Regions from separate parts of the Sus scrofa genome. Here region 1 is linked to region 2. Evidence: chromatin contacts called from public HiChIP or PLAC-seq data. All regions are on one chromosome and are shown on one strand. The core of a region is the stretch at or near the end of the contact, and the rest is flanking DNA. Distances in the headings are between cores, read along the strand shown.

What was found. HiChIP or PLAC-seq counts read pairs in DNA pulled down with a chosen protein or histone mark.
Region 1: an H3K27ac HiChIP or PLAC-seq map of alveolar macrophages shows a contact between it and region 2. The contact joins two enhancer-like sites. A contact is called at or near these places in 3 of 47 Hi-C or Micro-C datasets (embryonic fibroblasts, epiblast stem cells and skeletal muscle) and 1 of 2 datasets of contacts at active chromatin or transcription factors (alveolar macrophages).

What each region holds. Positions count from the first base shown.
Region 1 is chr1:225,238,130-225,243,842 of Sscrofa11.1, reverse strand. All of the region lies in intron 3 of C1H9orf85, which reads right to left. Among named protein-coding and RNA genes, the nearest start is that of C1H9orf85, 48 kb to the right of the region's middle. Within about 2 kb of position 2,457, at least 5 of the 83 cell types and tissues checked have an H3K27ac peak or open chromatin away from gene starts, as enhancers often do. A contact at or near this core is called in alveolar macrophages, where this site is marked.
Region 2 is chr1:225,166,232-225,171,833 of Sscrofa11.1, reverse strand. The region is part of intron 1 of ABHD17B (abhydrolase domain containing 17B); the gene reads left to right. Among named protein-coding and RNA genes, the nearest start is that of ABHD17B, 24 kb to the left of the region's middle. Within about 2 kb of position 3,608, at least 3 of the 83 cell types and tissues checked have an H3K27ac peak or open chromatin away from gene starts, as enhancers often do. A contact at or near this core is called in alveolar macrophages, where this site is marked.

The DNA.
Region 1 (5,713 bases), core at 1,208-3,707, 73 kb before region 2:
AAGCAATTATGCTCTTTCCAAATTTAAACTCATTCTGAAAAGCAGGTTGTATTCATTCTAAAAAATAGGTTATAGCTCTGTGAATATAAATATACCTATCTTATAAGGAGATGCAAAACAAACACACATTTAAAAAATTACACACTTCCAATCCCTATGGCAAAACAATCTGAAAAAGAATGGATGTATAACAGATGGACTTTGCTATACACTTGAAATTAATACAACATTGTAAGTCAACTATATGCCAATAATTTTTTAATTAAAAATAAAATTGGAAATAAAATATAAAATACAGAAAAATGCTAATATTTCTATATCCAGGTAGTTATATTATAGCTGATTTATATTTTCCTATTGTACACTTTTCTGTATTCCTTAATTTTTTATGACATTCACTGTTTTTAATAAACAAGAAAAAATAATAAAAATGACATCTGGTATGGAAAAATAAATAAAATTACTTTTTTCCTTTTTATAAATGTATCATGTTTGTGAAAAGGTAAATAATGTACATTTTTAGATGTTTATAACCTTCCAGTTTCTCTGTCACAGAAGTGAGATCTTTGTGCACCTTTGCTTTCAAACCTCTTAATTTAGGTTTTATGTCTTCATGGGGAACAGAGTGAGAGAAAGTCTGAAAGTAATTGAGTTTCAGCCTTTTATTTTTTTCACCTAAATATATCACATTTGTCTAGACAAAGAATCGTGATCTTAAGCATGGAATGGTTTAGATGTTATTTTAATGATAAGAGATATACATTGAGATTGTCATAAAACTTGTGCAGTATCTTGAAACATCTTTAAAAATAGCTGTAAATTATTTAATCACTCCTGAGTGTTTTTTCTTACAAAATGCGTAGTAAGGAAAAACTTGAAATTCACCTAAATATAAATTTTACCTCATTTCCCCTGAAAATGGCTATGTTTTGAATATTTTGTGAGCCCATTACTAAAAGTACTCCAGAGATGTTAAGTAATGGTGGTTTTGCTTTCTTTTCATTTCTCCATGGAATACGATTCCCAGAAACAATGCATCTTGACTATGCATATATCACAACTAATCATTTTAATGAAAACTGTGGTCAAATCAAAACACAGGACACTCCTATAAACCAAGTTTGCTGATAAAGAAGACAGTAGTACACTTTTTTAAAAATGTCACCACATTTACTTCCTTGATATATACATATCACTGAAAGTCATTTTATTTGAGTCTCATTCTTTATAATGGACACTAAAAGTGCTGGCAAGTTAACATAGAACATAAAACAAAGACAGTGGCACTAAACTGTACTAGTAATCACTGTATTTGTCACCTCCACAAACTAAATTAAATAACAAAAATGAAAAATGAAAACCCACAGACTTTTTGATGACACCCTTTGTATTAGCATGACCTTTTTATAATGTTTAATAAAAACACAGCAACATTTGGAAGATCTGTATCACTCAGTGAACTAATATTTTCCAAATGAGCAAATGTATGATGTTACAAAATCACGCATGAATGAAGATCCAATCCAGTGCAAGACAGACCAATGAATTTTAGTATAATAAAGTGTTCATTAATGTGGTTTCAAATTCTTCATTTAACTAATCTTTAGGAAGTTACCCCTCTGATATCATATCAAAGATGAATCTCTGCAATTATCTGGAAAAGACTACTTTTTATTTTTTTAATTTATTTTTATGGCCACCCCCGTGGCATATGGAAGTTCCTGAGCAAGGCGTCAAGTCTGAGTTTCAGTTGAGGCCTACCCCACAGCTACAACAATGCTGGATCCAAGCCCTCACTGAGTGAGGACAGGGATCAAACCTGTATCCTCAAGGACACTATGGCAGGTTCTTAACCCACTGAGCCACAACAGGAACCCCTTGGAAAAGATTATTAAAATTTACTTTTACTCTTTATATTGTTTCCTTTTCCTTCTACCACTCAGACATTAATGAAATTAATAAAAATATAAAACAATTCCACTTGTCTCACTAACATTTTTGTTTCAAAAGTTATTTTTTATAAAAAGTTATATTAATACTTAGTGGGCATGTTGCTTATGTTTAAATCATTTATTAAATAATTATTTTTAAAATGTCTCAGCTTTTATATCTAATACAATAATTTATATCAATTTAAATTAGATATAACCCATTAAAAATATATAAATGAAGTTATCTGGGGTCCTCAGTAATCCTTCAGAATATAAAGAGGTCCTGAGAACAAAAGTATTGAGAACCACTGATCTAGACAATAAAGACCAGCAGGAAAAGAACTGATCTTATATTTCTAGTATTTCTACAAGTACTCTGCCACAACTTTTCTGGCACTGCCTTCATTTCCTGGTTATATTATTACATTTTAACCTTTATCATAATTCAGCTCCACTCATAATACTCTCACATGTGATTACTATGTGCTTTCGTAAACAGTGAGCTGTGGTACTCCACCCTCGATGTACAAGAAACAGAAACTCACATTGACAAAGTTCTATAAAGTGACATTTCCTACAGTGACTCTAAGTAGTCTGTGCTAACACAGAAAGATCCTGAAACCATACTAAGGAATTGTATCACATGCTACTTAGGAAATGCTTTTAAGGAAACAATGTCCTCAAATTCCAAGAACTCTGGGTAGAAGTTCATTCAGTTCCTTGTGTTCCTAAATGATCAATGTGAAAATAATTTAAGAGATTTTACTGACTCCATTACTACAGTAGATTTGATTAAAATAATTCTTAAAAGAGTATAAAATATTCACCTGTGAGCAAGAGTAACTTAGAATAAAAGAAAAAATGGAAATTACTGCTCAAAATTACTACTTGGAGCAGGCAATTTTAAATCAAAGCTTGTTGTAGCAATCAATATTAAAGTCAAAAAGTAGGCTTTCTGCAGAGGTACACAATGGAAAACAGCGGTGAAAACTCTCCACTTTTACATTTAAATATTAAGAACCCAGTCTTTGGATAAGAATTAAAGCCAGGGTTTATGGTCATTATACTAAGATATGACATAAAGTGTCTAAAACTACACTCTAGGACATTTTAATACTCCTGGAATGTGGTGACATGACTCTTACATCACTGATTAACCATCAGAGCCTCAAACTATGATAAGAAATGCTGGAGCTAAAGAGATAAACCAAAGAGGCCAAGCTTTCTCTCTCTCCCTCTCTCTCCCTCTCTGTGTGTGTGTGTGTATATTATATATATATAATATATATATAATTATATATATATATAATTGCCACAAAGAGGGACTGATCATATTTTAGTATGTAACAATGTTTACTTTTGTTTGATAAAATGGACCAAAAAAATAGTGAATGAAACACTTTTTAAGGCTAGAAATCCAACCACTGAACCAAAATTCTGTCTTGTTTTCCCTTTATTAAATGTATATACAAAGCAGATAGAGAATCTTCTTTTTGAAAAGCAACATTGATTAATGTTTATGAATCACCAGGATTATGTAGCAAGAGGAAAGAAAATCTAACAAGAGCAAATGAATGAACAAATTACAGCTTATGTGGCACCCCAAGACAAGACACATAAAGAGAGCTCAAGAGTATCTTCATTGTCCATCAAAGGACACAGGGGGTTCTTGTTCATTCTCCCTCCATTCCCTTGTGCCTTATTCATAGGGTTTCCTGTAAACACTGTTTATAGCAGTCTTCTACCTTTTCTAGTCTGTCCAAGAGTAATCTGTGGGGCCATCTCTCCTAAAAGATCGTAAATCTCTGTGTATCAGAGTTTTGGTATCTTTTATAATGCACAGCACAGTGTCTTTTACATTGAAGTTGCTATTTAAGATAAGTGCAAACTGAATCAAATTTACTGGCTGTTATCCTTAGCAATCCCATCTTCTTTGTCAGAAAAGACCTGTATTTGGGATAATACCATCCATCATTACTCCAGACTCCTCCTATGACAACATTTTCCTCACAAAATATGTAGATTATACCAAATTATCTTTCAAATCCAGGGCCAGTTTCTTGGTTCTTGTAGATCAAGTAAGGAAAATCTGGTTAAACAAGATAAAAGTTTTCTAACAGACACATTTTCATTCTATAAGGGAAAATTGCATTGGTTAATTTAAGGTATAGGAATGGTTCAAGTCATGGTGGATGACTTTGAGTCAAAACTTAGGAATCTGATATTAAATTGAAAGCCAGGGGCTGGCTGAATGGATACAAAAAATAAGATCAAATAAATTTTGTCTACAAGAGACCCACTTCAGATCTAGGGAACACAGAGACTGAAAGGGAGTGGATGGAAAGTTATTTCATGAAAATGGATATCAAAAGAAAGTTGGAGTAGCAATACTCTTATCAGACAAAATAAACTCTAAAGAAGATATTAAAAAATTATAAATATATAAAAACCCAACACAGGAGCACCTCAATATATAAGGCAAATGCTAAGAGCCATTAAAGAAAAAAGTGACAGTAACACATTAACAGTGGGGGACCTTAATGCTCCACTTATAGCAACAGACAGATCATTCAGACAGAAAATCAGTGAGGAAATACAGGCCTTAAGTGACATATTAGACAAGATAGACTTAATTAGTATTTATAGAACATTCCATCTGAAACCAGAAGAATACACATTCTTTTCAAGTGCACATGAAACATTCTCCAGGATAGAACACATGGTGGGCCACAATGCAAGCCCTGGTAAATTTAAGAAAATTGAAATCATATCAAGCATCTTTATCGACCACAATGCCATAAGACTAGAAATCAATGACAAGAAAAAAAAAAAAAAAAAAAAAAACTGCAAAAAACACAAACATGTGGAGACTAAACAATATACTACTAAACAAGCCATGGATCACAAAAGAAATCAAAGAGGAAATTTTAAAAATGCCTAGAGACAAATGAAAATGAAAACACAATGATCCAAAAACTATAGGATGCAGCAAAAGTAGTTCTAAGAGGGAAGTTTACAGCAATACAATATTAACTCAGGATACAAAAATAGCAAACAATCTGACCTTACACCTAAAGCAACTAGAAGAAGAACAAACAAAACCCAAAGTTAGTAGAAGGAAAGAAATCATAAAGATCGGAGCAGAAATGAATGAAATAGAAATGAAGAAAACCATAGAAAGGATTGATGAAATGAAAAGCTGGTTCTTTGAAAAGATCAACTAAACTGATGAAACTTTAGCCAGAATCATCAAGAAAAAAAGGGAGTATCAATGGCATTTTTCAAAAAACTAGAACAAAAAAATTCTGAAATTTATAAGAAAACACAAAAGACCCTGAAGAGCCAAAGCATTCCTGAGAAAGAAAAACAAAGCTGGAGAAACCAGGTTCCCTGGCTTCAGACTCTACAACAAAACTACAGCAATCCAAACAGTATGGTACCAACACAGAAGAAATACAGGCCAGTGGAACAAGACAGAAAGCCCAGAAAAACAAACAAACAAACCCACACACCTACTGTCAATTAATCTATGACAAAGAGGCAAGAATAAGAAAAGACAATCTCTTCAGTAAGTGGTGCCAGGAAAACTGGACAGCTACATGTGTAAGAGTGAGATTAGAACATTCTCTTACACCATACATAGAAATAAACTCAAATGGATTAAAGACATAAACTTAAGACTAGATACTCTTAGAGGAGGGAGTTCCCTGGTGACTCACCAGTTAAGGATTCTGCACTGTCACTTTTGTGCTTAGTTTTTCTGGACCAGGAACTTTTGTATT
Region 2 (5,602 bases), core at 2,359-4,858:
AAACTCATTAACTATAACTTGCTAAATATAACTTAACATGCTTATTTAGGTACTTTGTTTTTAGTTGGGAGACCGAAAATCTCTGAATCTTTTCACATTATGTATTTCTTCATTCTTTTTCGTGGAAGATTGAATCTGAAACTTATGACAAAAGATGAGTTTTAAAGTTTTAGAATGAGAAGAAATCTTAATACCTAGTTCAAACTTATCATTTTATAGGAAAGAAAAATTGGGTATAAAGAGACTGATTTCCCCTATATTCACCAACTTTTTAGTTTCTGGACTATACGGTACTTACTAGTAGAATTTACTGGGTAGAATCCCTAATTGTATTACTGGACCAAATAGTTAAAGCTGTACCATGTTCTTGAATATTTGTAAAGTAACTTCTGTTCCCACTGAAGATGGTAAATAGAATACACTTTTTTGTTCCTAGGCAGAGGTAGATGGATATGTTTGAGAAACTTTGAGACTTGAAATTGACTCTCAAGTAAAGTTACCTTATCCCCTGAAATCCTCCTTTTTTCATAGAGTTCCAAGCCTGCAGCTATTTAGTAGTAGTATTCAGACTAGAAGTCTCCTGAGTCAGCATACTTACACACATATAAAGGAAACAATTTAGATCTTTGCCTCTTCACTGACTCTTCATATTTATGAAAACTCTAGTAGCATGAAAATCAAAGATGAACAAACAGAAGGAACAGACATTATCTGAAAATACAAATGGACAAGAACAACAAAAATTTGGCTCTATTAGTATTCTAAGAGAGATTTCAGAGGGTACTGCACCCAAGGAGTAGTTATAATGTTAGAGTTGTACACTCTGGGAGTTCCCGTCGTGGCGCAGTGGTTGGCGAATCCGGCTGGGAACCATGAGGTTGCAGGTTCGGTCCCTGGCCTTGCTCAGTGGGTTGAGGATATGGCGTTGCCGTGAGCTGTGGTGTGGGTTGCGGATGCGGCTTGGGTCCCTCGTTGCTGTGGCTCTGAAGTAGGCCCGTGGCTATAGCTCAGGTTAGACCCCTAGCCTGGGAACCTCCATGTGCTGCAGGTGAGGCCTTAGAAAAGGCAAAAAGACAAAAAAAAAAAAAAAAAAATCATATCGGTATTAGAAATCAACTTTGGTGGCATTCCTGTTATGGAGGGAAAAATGAATCTGACAAGTATCCATGAGGATGTTGGTTTGATCCTTGGCCTCACTCAGTGGGCTAAGGATCCGGTGTTATCTTGAACTGCAGTGCAGGTTGCAGATGCAGCTTGGATACCATGTTGCTATGGCTGTGGCGTGGGCCAGTAGCTACAGCTCTGGATTTGACCCCTATCCTGGGAACTTACATATGCAGTGGGTGTGACCCTAAAAAAAAAAAAAAAAAAAAAAGGCACTTAAATGCAAAAGTAATTGTATAGCCAACAACAATGGTATTTGATTACATAGGGAGCCAGTAGAAACTTAAAGTTGATGGAACAAGAAATGGATATTCAAATATAATATTTAAAGTTATATAGGCGTTTCCTTGTTGTGTAGCAAATTAAGGATGCAGCTTGTCAGTGTAGCAGCTTGAGTCATTGCTGCATAACAAGTTTGATCCCTGGCCCAGGAACTTCCACATGCCACAGGTGAGGCCCCCCCCCAAATAATAAAGTTATAAAATTAACCAACAAAAACTTAAAAAGTCAGAATGAGCATAAAAGGGAGAAAGTAGGGTAAATTCTCTGAATCTTTCATAATAATGATATATCATGATAGAAGATAAATATATGAGTGTGGTATTAATCATCCAGATCTAAAAGCAAATGACCTGAAGTCATAATTTCTTATTGAACCTGGTTTGGGTTTGAATTTGGGGTGGGGTTAGGGAAGAGTCTTCTTTGTTTTCAGTCTTCATTTTTATCCATTCATACAAGCGTGTGGTTAAGGATCCAAATGATTCTATACAATTTGAAAATTAGCAAGCTCAGGCCCCCATCTCCTTGATATCCTTTCCCAGGTAATACTAACTTTGTTTTGAAGGATTCTTTTGATGTTTACCTCCATATCTCTACATAACAATATTATATTGCTACATCTTACATGTTGACATCCCACATTAGAAGGCCCTCTACTGCAATACACATCCTTCTCATTCCTACAACATCCTGGTATAACTTCCCTTTGTATCATTGGATCTGTCTTTCAAATTAGTCTGATTCCTTAGAAAAGATTTCCTTCAATGTAAACCTCTGGTCTTCTGAGTTGGAAAGTGTCTTAAGGAATAGGGAACTGAAGTCTTTTTTTTACCATGGGATGGAGCAGCTTGATGTAGAAGCCAGGCCACAGTGAAAAGTACCAAATCCTAACCACTAGACCACTAGGGAACTTCCCATGGAACTGAATTCTTTTTTTTTTTTTTGTCTATTTCTTTGGGCCGCTCCCACGGCATATGGAGGTTCCCAGGCTAGGGGTCGAATCGGAGCTGTAGCCACCGGCCTATGCCAGAGCCACAGCAACGCGGGATCTGAGCCGAGTCTGCAACCTACACCATAGCTCACGGCAACGCCGGATCGTTAACCCTCTGAGCAAGAGCAGGGACCTAACCCGCAACCTCATGGTTCCTAGTCGGATTCGTTAACCACTGCGCCACGATGGGAACTCCACATTTTGTTTTTTAACTTCCTATGTCGTTTGACTTTTCTTAAGCCCCATGTCTTGTAATACCTTTATCATTACAGTATTGCTTTTTTTTTTTTTTTTTTTTTTTTTTTTTGGCTGCACCCGCAGCATATGGAAGTTGACTCCTGGGAGTTCCCATCCTGGCGCAGTGGAAACAAATCCAACTAGGAACCGTGAGATTGAGGGTTTGATCCCTGGCCTCGCTCAGTGGGTTAAGGATCCAGCATTGCCTTGAGCTGTGGTGTAGGTTGCAGATGTGGCTCGGATCCCAAGTTGCTGTGGCTCTGGTGTAGGCTGGTGGCTATAGCTCTGATTAGACCCCTAGCCTGGGAACCTCCATATGCCGTGGGAGCGGCCCAAGAAATAGCAACAACAACAACAACAACAAAAAGACAAAAGACAAAAAAAAAAAAAAAAACAGATTTTAAGTGTTTGGAATACTCTATGGGCTATGTTCAGAAATTAGCTGATAATCACACATGTTCCTATAGTTTCTTACAGTTTACTTGCAACTCCAGCATGCAAGGAACTTTTCAAAAATATTGAATTCCTTTGACACATCAAAAGCATGCATTAAAATATATAGATAGCTTAATTGATTTGCATTCCTCATTTTAAATAAAATGACTCTTACATTAAAATTGGATTAGAAGTTGTAATATTGTTGCGAAGATAGTAGTCTTCTAAAATGGTATTGTGTAGGTTACCTCATTTAGTTGAACAGAATCTATAAAAATAGCTTATATGTACTTCAATAGAAAGACTGAAAAGGAGGGCGCTTCAACATTTAAAGCTAGTATGGATGTGAAGCATGAAAGCTCTGATTCTGTATTGCCTGGAATTAAAAGGTTTTATTAGTTTAGCACTGCCTGGTAGGATTTTCTGCAATAATAGAATTGCTCATTTTGCACTGTGCAGTTTGGTGGCAACTAAGTAACATGTGGCTGGTGTGACTAAGGAACTGAGTAATAACTTCACATAGCCGTTTGTGGTTAGTGGCTCCTATATTAGATAATGCAGTAAATATTATGTATTAAGAAACTAAGAGGAAACATAAGTATAGAAATGGCTACATGGACCTATGTAAGACTTCTGAGATTAATTAGTTTGCTTGGGATAGGTTATAGGCTTTTTAGCCTTAATTTCCATCTTCTACAATATTGTTATAGATCTACTAATTTCCTCACTTCTGAGTCTTACTGTTTAACTAATTTACTAAACAACAACAACAAAAAGTCATAACTAACACTAAGGTTGAGGCTATTTTGGTACTTCTGGTAGGCCTCATGTTTAACCCCAAATTTTGTTCATGTTTAACCCCAACTCTTCTCACAATAGGAAAGAAAATTTATTTTGACGTTGCCCAGTACAATTTGTCAAATTGAGAAATTCCTAACTCTCTCTTTAAAAGTAACTGAATGATTCCTTAAGAGAAGAAAATGGTTTGCCAAATTTCTCCTTTCAATTTGAAATATTAAAAAAATATTTTAAAAAGTGCTTTTAAAATTTTCCCCTAAGTTTTTAAATTTCTATTCTCAAGTGGCATAACCTGTTGGTTCTGTGCCTTCAGAGTTTAGTTTTCCTGGTGGTCACCCAGTCAGGTCCTTTGATCTCAAAAATAGTGGAGTTCTCTTGCTGATTCTTTAGTGATCTGAAAGAAGAAATAAATAAAACCTGTCCCAAAGGGACAAGAGGTGCAGAGGCTATATTTCTATGTAAGACATGTACAGATGAGAAAATAAGTTAGAGTTCTCTTGTGCCACCGCTGGTTAAGGATCCAGCATTGTTGCTGCTGTGGTGCAGGTTTAGTCCCTGGCCCAGGAACTTCCACATACCACAGGCCGCCAATATATATATATATGTTAAAACAACATCATACTAAACACCTAGTTTCTAAGTAACAGAAATATTTTTTATAAATGTTTTGGATGCTCTGTCTTAACTAAAAAGTAAGCATGTTGCCAAACTTATATAATGGTGAATATTCAGCTTCTCTATATGCACTAAACTCTGTAATATATTTGGCTCTCTAACAATCATAACATACATGCTTTCATTCTTTGTTGTACTTTGGTAAAAATGCTGCTGCAGATTACATACTGGATCTTAGGGTGGCAGTGCCTAACTCAGTTGGTGCCCTCCAAGGATACCAAAATGAGTGTAATTTCCTTGCTTTGGTATTGCTACATTTCTAGGCTATTGAGCTGTATGTGATTGACCCCCTTTTTATAGTAGCATTTGGATTAGTCATTAGGGATATATTAGGCTCATGGCCCCTTCGTATAGAACTAATCTAAAATTTGATGTTTTTTCCCCCTCCACTTTCTTAGTTGAATATCTTCTGTACCATCACTTCTGACTTTATTCTGATCTTTGCTACTTCTTGTTCTCAATAATCAAACATCTACCTCATTTATCCATTTCTGGTGTTAGGCAGTCTCTGCTATAGATCTAATTTTATTTTGGTTTTTTTCTGTTTTCTTCTGTCCATTTATCTTTTTTTTAAAAAATCAGGCATTAATTTTTATAAAGATAGACAATAAAAATGGGTTGTTTTATGGTAGCAAACAGACCAATCTTTATGTTTTGTGTAATCTTCCTGTTTTAAACAACTTACCTTTGAATGCCCTGGATTTATTTGTTTTAAAAAATTAGGGGTTCCTGCTGCGATGCAACAGAATCGTTAACACCTTTGGAATGCTGGGACGCAGGTTCAATTCTCAACCCAGCACAGTGGGTTAAGGAACCAGCGTTGCCACAGCTACAGTGTAGGTCACGACTGTGGCTTGGGTCTTCTTATCCCTGGCCAGGGAATTCCATATGCCATGGGGTGACCAAAGTAGTAGTAGCAGATTCTCTAGGTAATGTAAATTCTGACATTCTACAAAACAAAATATGTAATATTAACTTTCCCAGATTCCCATATGAAGCCACATTCAAAGAAATTCATCTTGG